Regions from separate parts of the Drosophila melanogaster genome. Here region 2 is linked to region 1. Evidence: chromatin contacts called from public Hi-C data. All regions are on one chromosome and are shown on one strand. Each heading gives the region's core, a stretch centred on a gene start, on an enhancer-like site or on the middle of the called end of the contact. The rest is flanking DNA. Distances are from core to core; before and after follow the strand shown.

Region 1 (3,372 bases), core at 301-2,800:
AAATTGAAAATATCTGTATATAATTAACATTGATAATACTATATATAATGATTGATAATAAAAAGAGGAAGGATTTAAAATTGGAATCAATTGGTGGCAATCAATTCGGGATTAGTAGATCAGGAACGAATGCGAAAATCGAAAACAATTGGGCACTTTAAAATGGCAATTAGCTTGGCCATTTGAAACGGGAAATGTTTTGCAAAACGAACGGTTAATGCAGGTGCAATTTACAGGGGGTAATCGCCTAATTACCGTTAGTCGTGCCTCACTGTATCTTCGTTTGTTTTGGGCTTCTAATTGGCAATTGGCAACTCGGGCTTTTTGGCCATGCTCGACTAACTAAGTGAGCCTCGTTTAACGGTCTTTTATTTATTTAGTTATTGCAGCTGCTTACTGAGTGCAAAAAAAATCCACTGAATATCAGTACCCTTTTCACACACACACACACGTACACATGGATTGAAAGGACCTGCAGCTTTTGTTGTTTCGACTTTTGCTTTATTTTATTGATTTTTAGCCAAGAATAAGAGGACAGGTTCAAAACACACAAACAAACACGCATACACCCGCACGCAGGAAAACACACCCCTGCTGGGTATGTGTATCCCTGAGCTACCAAAAAAAAGGAAAAAGGGAACAAAATATAATCAGACAATTGACTAGAAGACTTAAACAAACCTTTTTGGGTCGCAGCTTTCAAATTTGCGTGTATTCAATTTTTTTTTTTTTAGCAGTGATACTCCTTTAATTTACTGTTAGTAATGGCGCGCAAGTTTTTACCAACAACAACAACAATTCGACAACAACAGTGTTAGCCGCACGCCAAACACATTCACACACACAACACAAGCACGTTAAAAAAATGAGACCGCGCGAGTCGACCGCTATTCCCCACGAAATCCACGAACGTTATGTTTGCAGCCGTCGACGGTCGTTGAAATATGTCCGAAAAATCCCCACCGTTAAATGGGGAGCCTTATAAAATACCAAAAAGATACCAATCGTCAACCAATTCACCATAGACCCAAACCAACGTATGAAATTCAAACTGTATTTAAAAGTGTAAAAGGGATAGAAGCGGATAAGCAGGGCAACTGTTACTAACTTTAAGCTAGGCTTGTGAGTGGCCAAAGTTAATGAACAAATTAAGAGGACTAAATTCAAGGCGGTGCATTTAAAAATGTTACAAAATACTAAGAAAATACCAGTGGTATTGATAGCACCCTTGACTCAAACCATCAAATGTTTTGCTTGGCTATATGATTAAGAGGAAAGTTGGGGGAATGCCTCATTTGTACGTTTTATGAATAACGTAATACTAACTTACAACCAAAATACCTTTTAAGACTTAAAATAAAGTGTCACTTCTCATGTCTGAATCCCTCTGTGTAACAATCAATTTGAATTTCCGATATCCAATCATCGCTATAGCTTTGTATATAAATCTCGCGTAATTTTCATGCAAGTGTTTTAGAATATTTCAATTTGATCTGCAATTCGAAATTGACTGCAATAGTCAGCTAGTCATACGATACTTTTTATCGATATTACTCCACACCTAGATTCGCTGACAGTCCGCCTCTAATTTAATTTCGTTTGTGCACATTTTGTTTGAAAGACGCTTAAGATTATTGGGTTTTGTTTCATGTATTGTGCCCTTTGTGCTAAAAGGTAAGAATAACAAGATATATGTTTGTGATTCCGCCGATTCGTTGGGTCTTCCAGGTCTCGTGAGTTCGCGTCGCTGGTTGTTGATGTGCGTGTGCTGTTTTTTTTCCGTTTTTTTTTTGCGTTGTTGTGTTTGTGTGCGTGCGAGTGGAGGAGTGCAGCCGAAAACAACAACAAAACGGGACAGTAGAGTTCCTGGCATTTTGTGGTTGATGTTACCCTATTTTTACCGTTGCCTTCGCTTGCCATCAGCGGAACTTTACATTTTTTCACGGAGTTGTGAAGAAGTTGCCTGTTATTTGGTGTTGATGTCAAACCATTTTAACCGCTTACCTTGCAGTGCATCCGCCATTTTACGCAGAGATGTCGACCTATTTCGGGGTCTATATCCCGACCTCCAAAGCGGGCTGTTTTGAGGGATCGGTGTCGCAGTGCATCGGCTCCATAGCCGCGGTGAACATAAAGCCATCCAATCCGGCGTCTGGATCGGCATCAGTAGCATCGGGATCGCCATCCGGCTCGGCGGCATCCGTGCAAACGGGCAACGCAGACGATGGCAGTGCTGCCACCAAGTACGAGGATCCCGACTATCCACGTAAGTACGAACGAGATGAAGCGAGTGTCGGTATATGTGTGTGTTTTGCGTTCCAGTTATTTGCCGCTTGTTGCTATTGTGATACCCTGTAATCGGGGGTCATGCGCGAACGTTCGGTCGATTCGTTGATGGGTATTCGTGTGCTTTTGTTTTTAAACAATTGTGTCGTATGGAGCAAGTGGGAGGTTTTATGATTCATACACATACTTTTAAAACCAAATTTAAAAGTCGAGGGTTGAAGTTTCCAAGCAACAGGAATGTTCATGATCGGAATTGCATAGGTTTTGTTTTGAAACTAAACCTGAATTGCTTGACGAATTTCTGCAATAATGTTTGTTTTATAAGGGGTTGAAATTTTATTCCCATTTATGCAGAATATACCTGATCGAAATTTGTTCAGCATATGGATAACTCGTTCTTTCAAGTCGTTATTTTAATGAACCTAATAGTGCATATTACACATTTTTGGTAAATTAAGTGCTTAAATATTATTATATATGAAATGTATTAACTGGGATAAATTACATATAGGGTAATTCAACTGTTGCATTTTTATAAGTTTCGTTTTGCGCTGTTGTTCCTCCATGACTAACAGCCCATGAAGAAGTTTACATGTGTGTGTTCAAAACTTCTGAGATTCGAGAAAAAAGTCGGAATCGGGGCTTGCCCAGCTGTCCCGCTCGCACAGTCGATTTCCTTGTCTGGGAGCGGTCTTTCGATTTAATTGTAAACAAATGGTGAACGATGGCGATTACCTGTCTAATTAAATGCAACTCTCCTGCTCTCAGTCGTTCGCTCTTTAATCCAATTATATGCGATTCGAAAACAAAAAACCGATTGGGGCGAGTTCATTCCACTTCCACATCGACATCATCCAGTTCCCATTCCAGGCAATGCCCAAATTGGATGCATTACGAGGACCTTGACCTGTCAGCACCCACATTCTGCCATATTTATGTTCCAGCAGTCACACAGCTGCGGTCAAAATAATAGGTCCTTATATATATTTTTTTTTAACAAGAATAATTATGGGTTACTTAACAATTATCTTAATATTCTAAAATTCGGGGCAATATCACATAAGTAGTAAATATTTATATATTTAT
Region 2 (3,372 bases), core at 388-2,887, 120 kb before region 1:
CTCATTTCGCTTGAAGCTCCACCTCCGAAACTCTGCATCGAACTAAAGGATACGTATTGATTAGTAAAGGGGCTGAATCTTTTGAAACCCGTATAGTTTGTTCATCAGCATCACCTGTTGATTCAATTGTATGCAGACATTTTACTAATTTAATGGGACCTTCACTGAATTGCAGTACATCTACTGCCTTATAGCTATTACTGGAGTTTATCTTGAAGAATTGTACCTTGACTAATTAATAACTGAAGTTTCCTTCTCTGTAAAATTACAGAAAATGAACGAAACAGGGTAGTTTTTGAGTAAGGCGCAACAGATTGGTTTTCAGGCAAAGAGCCCAAGCAATAAAGGGTGTTGCAACAATCCATATCAGAGCTCAGGAATTCCGACAAGTAAGATGCATTCGCAAGGGCAAATTGTCACTTTTGGGGTGCTTCTAAGATGGAAACCAGTTGCTCCTCACACCTCGCACTCCAAGCATTAATCCCTGCTCTGGCCGCTTTGACACAATCGAGCTCAACAGATAGGAGTTCCCAAATTGGTAGACACATTGCTCCTCAGACTAAAGACCCCCTTTCCACGCACAGAACTCCAATTTAAGCTATTAATCCCATTCCTGAGCGCATGAATCAGCAGCTCAGCGCCGCAGAAAGGGGCGTGGAATCCGGGGGCCACGAAAGTTAGGACTCACCTTCGATTTCACCTCGATTAGATTCGTGTCACTGGCCGCCGTTGCGGACGTTGTGTTTATCTTGTTCTTCGACATTTTCTCCGATCCGCCCGATCAAGAGTGCACTGACAGTTTTCCTCTCCGTTCCTCACACACAACACAAAACACGGCAGTTGAGTTCCGCAGATTCTGATCTGATCTTCAGGATCGAAATCGAACCGATACGCCCGATGCGAACCGAAACCGAACCAAAGTGCAGCGTACCGATGGCGGGGAGCGACGATAGTGGGGGGCCGCCAATAAATTAGAGTTAGAAATCTAAATTAAAACTAATTAAATAAAAAAAATGGATGGATGAACCTATCGGGCACTATCGTACTTCGATATTGGTAGGCACTATCGGTTATCGGATGGTAATAGATCCAGAGTGACCGTGGGGAATGCAAAACCAAAATATACCATTTCAGTTTTCTAAAATACCACAAATATGCTATAAGCAATAGATTTAAACAACAATGAAAGTATCTAAAAAGACTTAGAAATAATAATAATTTGTTTTCAATATAGCTAGCAAAGGTTTTGAATTTATCACAACAATAAGTTTTTTTTTTTAATAACGGTATGTTCTTTGTTTGTTTTTAAATATTTCCCAGAGTAACTTAGGCATGAACCGATGTTGTGCATATATCGATATATCGATAGAGTCTGAGCAGCCATGTTGCTGCGTTAGTGTAGAGACAGTTTGTTTGTGTGGGCTGGGTGGATCTTCAGATGCGCTACATTTGCAAAGTGGCTGCTGTTTGCACGAAAAAAGAGGCTTAACTGTTACAAGACAAGAATTAGCTATATTTAAATGCTCAGTTTTAATCAAAGACGTTTTTTAAATAAATAAATAAAAACCCGCTTTTAAATCGAAGGCAGGCAAGACGCCAGCACGAATATGCCCCAATTGTAGCGCAGCGCCAGCGACGAGGGTTACTGTAAAATGAAACTGTTTTTGTGTGTTGTTGTCGAGCGTGAAGTGTCCAATTAGACAACTGAATTTGTTTAGATGTGAACGCCAGAGTCGAGATAGGTCACACAGCAGCTACGACAAAGTTGAGCGAATCGATTTCAAAACAAAAGCAACCAACGAAACAAAATTTTAAGTCGCTAGAAAAACTAAAAATCAAGATTTTCGAGAGGAGGTGCTATACCAAATACATATATATATATAGTCTTTAAACGAGTGCGTGTGAAAACATAAACCCAAACAACAGACAAGGAGACTAGCGGGGCCAAAGGAAGCATAAGGAGTCTACACGCAAAGGAATAGTTAAAGCCAGCCCACAACGCACATATTCATATATTTTGGGACCACTTTTCCAAGGCAGCTGGGAAAAGGCGGTGAAATTGCGACTATCCGAGAGCCGAAGAGCTCAGCTGCAGGAATAAGCTGACGAAACTGAAACCTTGAGACAGCGATTCGCACGCACACCAGCGCAGGCCCGCATCAACACAGACACACACACGCACAGCAGCAGGAAATTCAGACATCATGAGTTCGGTAGGATGAGCATGTTCCTCACATAATTGTTAGCATTCTAATAATAATAATACGAAACGATTCTTAAGAAGTTGTATCCGTGATTGTAAAGAATCCTATCCAACAGATGCTTCTTAATCTTATGAATGGTTTAGTAGTGAGAGCTTAAAATCGCGTCCTTACAAATACTTTCCAGCATACTAAGAGTATGAATTTCATTAATAAATACCCTGTTTGTGGAGACATGTGATTTTGTTAGTTAAGTTTGTATGTAATAATCCTTGCCTACAAGTACTGTACTGTACTTGCCATCCATTTTTAAAGTTCGTATGTTCCAATAAGTACAATTCCAACTAGAAATAATGACTCAACCCTGTCATTAAAATCAATTTTTGTATATATAAACTTTTGCCATTCCATACTAATGCCATTCCCCCATTTGCAGCAATACTCGAATGTGGAGAACCTGTCGCCGCAGACGATAAGGCAGGTGATGAGGGAGCTGCAGGAGATGGAAACCACGCCACCGGAAGGCATCAAGGTGCTAATCAATGAGAGCGATGTGACGGATATTCAGGCATTGATCGATGGACCTGCTGGCACTCCGTACGCCGCTGGAATTTTCCGCGTCAAACTGACGCTGAACAAGGACTTCCCGCTGACGCCACCCAAGGCGTACTTCCTCACCAAGATCTTTCATCCGAATGTGGCCGCCAACGGGGAGATCTGTGTGAACACACTAAAGAAGGACTGGAAGCCGGATCTGGGCATCAAGCACATTCTGCTCACCATCAAATGCCTGCTTATTGTCCCGAATCCGGAATCGGCGCTGAACGAGGAGGCCGGCAAGATGCTGTTGGAACGATACGATGACTACTCACAGAGGGCGCGCATGATGACAGAGATCCATGCCCAGGTAAATTAGGGGTTTTCCCTTCTGTTATGATTGTGTATCATTGGAATACTAGCATAAGGTGTTGAATGATCCCAATATGATATTGTTTATCACGCTGCTTTACACACTTAGCTCATACATATGTATATCTTTTATTTTAGCCTGCCAAATGCGGTGTAGGCGCTGTTGGCGATGCCAAAGACGATGGTGGACCCTCGACGAAGAAGCATGCGGGCCTGGACAAGAAGCTGCAGGACAAGAAGAAGGAGAAGTTGCTCAAGGAGA

The links. Hi-C and Micro-C count contacts between places; a contact is called where the count stands out from the background.
Region 2: a Hi-C map of the Kc167 cell line shows a contact between it and region 1, with 2.1 times the contacts expected there. The contact joins the promoter of CG8188 here to the promoter of Ankle2 in region 1. A contact is called at or near these places in 5 of 107 Hi-C or Micro-C datasets (the Kc167 cell line, the S2 cell line, head and 1 more).

The regions. Positions count from the first base shown.
Region 1 is chrX:17,577,407-17,580,778 of dm6, reverse strand. It overlaps Ankle2 (Ankle2,), which reads left to right and starts at 1,550. Exons shown (of 10, transcript NM_132993.3): 1 at 1,550-1,674; 2 at 2,012-2,266. The coding sequence starts at 2,035. It overlaps CG12991, which reads right to left and starts at 918. Exons shown (of 6, transcript NM_001272721.1): 1 at 682-918. It also overlaps asRNA:CR44124.
Region 2 is chrX:17,701,042-17,704,413 of dm6, reverse strand. CG8188 reads left to right here and starts at 1,637. Exons shown (of 3, transcript NM_001298455.1): 1 at 1,637-2,213; 2 at 2,638-3,108; 3 at 3,249-3,372. The coding sequence starts at 2,205. It overlaps par-6 (par-6,), which reads right to left and starts at 1,062. Exons shown (of 3, transcript NM_133010.5): 1 at 689-1,062; 2 at 1-42. The coding sequence starts at 763.